Linked DNA regions of Callithrix jacchus: region 2 is linked to region 1. A link is a contact called in public Hi-C data. All regions are on one chromosome and are shown on one strand. Each heading gives the region's core, a stretch centred on a gene start, on an enhancer-like site or on the middle of the called end of the contact. The rest is flanking DNA. Distances are from core to core; before and after follow the strand shown.

The links. A called contact is a pair of places that touch in the nucleus more often than the background predicts.
Region 2: a Hi-C map of induced pluripotent stem cells shows a contact between it and region 1, with 2.6 times the contacts expected there. The contact joins the promoter of CCN6 here to the enhancer-like site in region 1. A contact is called at or near these places in 2 of 3 Hi-C or Micro-C datasets (induced pluripotent stem cells and skeletal muscle).

The regions. Positions count from the first base shown.
Region 1 is chr4:118,251,958-118,254,778 of calJac240_pri, reverse strand. No RefSeq gene overlaps it. Among named protein-coding and RNA genes, the nearest start is that of CCN6, 43 kb to the left of the region's middle. Within about 2 kb of position 1,443, at least 2 of the 16 cell types and tissues checked have an H3K27ac peak or open chromatin away from gene starts, as enhancers often do.
Region 2 is chr4:118,294,632-118,297,452 of calJac240_pri, reverse strand. It overlaps CCN6 (cellular communication network factor 6), which reads right to left and starts at 1,461. Exons shown (of 7, transcript XM_035296543.3): 1 at 1,102-1,461.

The DNA of each region.
Region 1 (2,821 bases), core at 194-2,693:
AACCTGCTAGTTTGATCAAGAAGAGAATCTTTGTCGGGACAACGGTTGTTGCTAAAAGAAACTGGGACAAGTCTAATAGAAATTGGACAAAGGATTTCACATATAATATACTTCTTGCTTCTGACATGTACATTTTCATAACTCTGAGAATGTCTCTAAGTTTGTGTGTTGATAGGGCAGGTGGATTAGGCCCTGAGAGTTAAGGCCCTTTACACAAATGCTTAGGTCCTTGATCTAATAATACCGGGAGAAGGAAACACAGGTGAAATTGAGAAAGCCCCAATCACAATTACGTGCTCATAGCTTAAAACACAATAACAAAACATGGAGCATTTCTACGTTCAAGCTTGCATAAAAGGCAATAGCAGGCCAAATCCAGTTATTACAGCAAATATGTACTGCAAATCTATCTGCCTTCAATTGTTTGAAGTTACCGGAAAATGTATTCCCTCATTCCCTAACCCCTAAACCTCTTGCAAAACACATCCCACAGATTACCATCACCAAACAGCAAAGTCATGGGCCAGGAACTGCGATGTTAGCCTTTCTCTAAAGAATCTCCTCCTGGCTCCTGACAGATCTTGGAAGGCATCCTCTGGCTGCATTCTTCGCTAGGAATGAGCACCGTCAGCCTGTGCACTCACTTGGCCTGGACATCACCCTAGAGACTCAGAATCTGGCTTCAGAAGAGTGGGAGGGGCAGAAGACGGAAGCAAAGAGCAGAGGCGAGGGCAAGAACCCCTTGGGCTGCTGGGCGCAGCACGGTGGCTCACACCTGTAATACCAGCACTTTGGGAGGCTGAGGCAGGTAGATCAGCCTCAGCGGAACGCCTGAGGTCAGGCGTTCAAGACCAGCCTGGTCAACATAGTGAAACCCCGTCTCTACTAAACATACAAAAATTAGCTGGGTGTGGTGGCAGGCGCGTGTAATCCCAGCTACTCGGGAGGCTGGGACAGGAGAATCCAAAGCCAGGAGGCAAAGGTTGCAGTGAGCCAAGATTGTGCCATTGCTCTCCAGCTTGGGCAACAAAAGTGAAACTTCATCTCAAAAAAAAAAAAAAAAAAAAGATCCCGGGGAGCTGATTGCTGCTCTGTGGACGCACCAAGGTCAGGCAAAGGAAATGTTCAATAGTCGACAATAGCCACAAGTGGAAGTGGAGAGCTGGCCACCTCTAGGGAGCAGCTGTCAATGAAGAAGGGTGAGCAGGAACCCCTGAACCCCAGACCTCCTCACAGAACCCCCCCATGTTGCCTACACGCTCTTTCTGAGCTCTTCTCTCCCATTCTGTCTTCAGCCCCTCGCGCGTGCGCACACACACACACACACACACACACCCTGCAGTAAAAGAGCTGATGCTCTCCTGTGGGAACTCTCTCGTTGAAATGAAGCGCTAAAGACAAGTGAAAGGGTTTTTTAAAACCAATCCCAATGATCCGTTTGGAGGAAATCTGCTGGAGGAAATAAGGCAATGTTTTGAATAGCATTTCCAGCACTGAGGGGAGTAAGTGGTGCCAATGAAGTGAAATCCTCAGCTGTCAGTCCTGGGCTTCTCTACCAGGGAAAACAATGAGAAATGTCTACCTCGCCTTTGTTCCTTGGAAATTTGATCAGAATTCCCCTCTACTATTTTCCTTCTGTACTCTTAACCAAATGCAAATTCTCAGGCACACGCTAGAGGTCGCTGTTGATTACATCCGAACCTCACCTCCCCACCGCCGCACGTCTTCACTGCAGAGGGAGCGGCCTGCAGGCTTTGGTGGCAGGAAGATCAACTTGGCCGCACCAGGGTCAGGTGCACCGTATTGGCCTGCGAGGACGTTGCTTTTTATTTCACAGACAAAAGTATAAAACGAGGATAAAGCAGACCATTAACGGTTCTTCAAATTAATTTGAATTTTTTAAGTACTGCATAATTTATGACCTTTTAACACTTCTATTCCTATACCTTCCCCTCCCTGACTGATCCTCCTACCGTATCACTTCTTCCCACATTTCTATTAAGCAATCTGAGGAATGCACAATAAGAAGGACTTGAATCAAAGCCCAGCCTTAAATAAGGACCATACCTACAGTTAGCTGCTATCATTGACACCGCTGGATTTGTATTCTTCCCAGCTAGTTCTGTGCCCAGAATATAAAACAGCTAAGAAATAAAATGACAAGACAACAGGGCCGATAACACTGTAAGCAATTCCAGCCTCTCTTGATGCTGAGATTTCTAAAGACACCACCCAAAGAGCGGTATTCTAATCGAAGACCATTATTAATGAACCAGAGCTCTGCCTGGCTGACTCCTATTCTTCCTCTCCTAATTATATTCATCTGCTCCTTCTTCGGTTCTAACTTTGGAAATTGCTTTCAGCACAGACCAATCCCAAAGGCGAGCTAGAAGACGGAGTTGATGTAAAAGTCGGCGGTATTATTTTTGAGGCAAGTCACGAAGTATTTATTGTTTGCTGCATTTCCATTCTGCCCTTGACTCTAGACCCAAAGTAGAATTTTCAGTGGCGATGCAGTGACATCATCCACGCAGACACTGGTGCAAAGCAGGGTCTCATTCAACATTAAGACTGTGGTACTGATGGCAAGGCTTAGAAAAATTTCTGAAAGATGAGTCCAGAGCACTGGTGTCAACTACAAAAGGTTTCTCAGTAAAGAGGGTGGCTTTGACAGTCCCCCACATGGGTAGTGAGCAGAGGCTCCAACGGCCAGCAGGGGCTGGGATGCAGTCATGAGGGTGGCATCTGTGAAGAGGCTTATTACATGTCAGCAGCCGAGAACCTATTACAGGAGGTAGCCTAACACTTGGGTCCCAGACGG
Region 2 (2,821 bases), core at 212-2,711, 43 kb before region 1:
CTCTGATTCTAGGTAGGTAAGAACAGGAAGACCCACTGCCTAGCCCTGTTCCCAACACAGTAGATAAGAATTGTCTGTTGAGCAATGAATAAGGGAGCTAGTTAATGAGTTAATGTGGAAGCAGTAAACCAAAGCAGAATGAGGAGTCCACTGCTCGTGGGTACCAAGAAGGCAAGTGTTTGCCCTGGAATGTCAGCCTTGCCATAAGCTTGATAATGGAGAAAGGGCCGGGCTGATGAACCAAAAAAATCTACTCATCACAAAAATATGAGGTTACTGGTCTGTTTCTTTTTCATGATGAGAAACGTTTACAAGGTAAACGTTGTGTTAAAGTAATGAGCACACCTTGCATGAGACAGACGCGCACTATGAACCAGTCATTGATGGAGCAAGTTATGATCCTGTTTGACGGTGGAGCTAGATGCACCAACACAGTCACAGGAGTTCACCACTGGCGTCTGTGGGGTCTCTGACTCTTCACTCTGCATTCATCCAGCTCAGCTCCCATGGGCCTCTGAAGTGGCAGACTCACCCCTACCTGGCTCATACGCATTTGGATGATTTAGTTCATCTTTCGGGGCCTCCATTTCTGATATTCCCCCACTCTTCACTAAATACAAAACAAAGAAGGAAAAGAACCATTTCTGACAATGTTTATCATCTATAGAAATAAAATTATATTTCTGTTCTTTTCTGCTTCTTAATGCATAAGGGAACACAGCCAGATAGATTTCCACGAATTTGGGGTCCCCCAACTTAAAATATTGACTAACTGGTGTTTGAAAAGGGTACTGTGGGGGCCCCTGAAGGCTCCTTCGAGAGGTAGGCAGCCATCCTCTGGGGAAGCAGGACAGAGGCATAGGAGCCAGGCTGACTGCGCCTATGGGACTGAGATAAAGTCAGAGGCAGGTGTGCAGCAGGCCCTCTGGTTCACAGGCTTCCAGTGAGAGGAGCTGCTCTTCACCAGGCACCTCCAGTCTAGCCCAATGCTCTTAGGCTGCAGTGCTCCTACAGATCACCCAGGCATCAGGACCCGGTTCTGGGTGGGGCAGGAAACTCTGCCTTTCTAACCAGCACTGGTGGTTCTCGGAGCCTACTTACAGTTGGAGGTTTAAGCACCAAGATGAGCAGCACAGATGGTTATTTACTTATCGATTTCCCAGAGTAATTTCCCGTACAGCAGATACATTCAATAAAAGAAACCTGGAATCTGGAAGAAAAGAATCATTTCACACACAAGCATCCCCACTTGCCTGAAGCAGTGGCTCTCAGCTTTGCTGAAACTGGAATCCTGTGGGGAATTCACAATATCCCAGTGCCCAGGCCCCACCCCAGACCCATGACATCAGCGTCTCCAGGGGTGAGACCCAGGCATCAGGATGTTTTAAAGCTCCCTGGGTGATTCCGATGTGCAGCCAGGGTTGAGACTAGCTACCCTAAATCAACTATTTCCCATGAGTCACTGGCACGAACTGACAGCTCTACCTTCCGGTTCCTTCAGCTGGCTTCCTGTGCCTGCAATGGTGACATCGCAAGTCTGCTAAAGCCATGTCCCCCCTTAGATTTGGAGGTGCCAGTCATCAGCCCATTTGACACGGAGCCTATTTCTATGGGCATCTAGGTCTCTGCTATCTGCCAGGACACAGCTCCCAAAGGATGTTCTGCACAACACAGATTCCCCAGAGATGCTCACAGATGCTATTCAAAACAGGGAATAAATGCATTATGATTAAAGTAGTTTGGTTAAAGTCAAATAATTTATTTACTGAGAGACTTTTCAAATCCTTTAATTACCCAGTGCACTCATCCCCAATAGGAAGATATGACAGGCAACATTTTCCAAATAAATTTGACCATAAAAACATTTTTTAAAGAAAAAGGAAAATCCAGGAAACAGGCTTTGGAACATACTGCTCCCCCAGGGTATAATTTAAACTTTAAATTGTTTGGATGTTTCTTAATATTTTCAATATTGTTATTGATCAATTTTACTCAATTAACTAGTGTTTTTACAGGTAACTACGTTATGCTCTCTGTGCTGTATTAGGTACTGGGAGATGTAATTCACATGAAATGATTAGAAAATAGCTTCACTTAACTGAGTTACATTTTTAAAACAAAATGACATCTATTTTTTAAAGTTAAGAATAAAAGAGAAGTCTACATAAGTCAAAGAGGTCTTTGTGGAGGAAGCGGTATTCTTGAAGACCCTGAAGAATGAGTAGTGTCTACATGTGCAAGAGAACAGAAGGACAGAAATTTACTTTGAGGAAATGGCATGAGCCAGAACCTAGGTGGAGGAATGAGTGCAATTGAGTGTGATATGGGAATAGGGGATAGGGCAGGAGGGACAGTGAGTGGACCAGCCTCAATACAGTATCAATGGGAATACTGAGAGTATGCAATAAAAATTGACCTTATTCATAAGCTGATACCCAGTTTTCCCAATGAGATAATGTTTAAAGAAAAATTTCAGTAGCCAACCTGAATGTGTAAACTTGTAAGGAGGTAGATGAACTGATCAACATCTTCTTGTAATATTTATTAACATAGTACCCATGCTGACAGAGACTGAATTCTCCAGAAACAGATGCTGAGATGGAATTTGGAGTGTGAATGTTTTTTAGAGATCAATACCTGTCAAAGAAAGAGAAAAGCAGGATTTAGCAGAGAAAGATATTAAACTGTGATACAAGCCTGACAAAGACTCCACCAACCCTTCAGGGAGCTCTGGAGCAAATGTTGCCTACCAGAGTTACCCTCAGTGAAGCCAAAGTGGCCAGGGCTTTCTGTCTTTACCTTGCTTGGTCACCTGATGTCG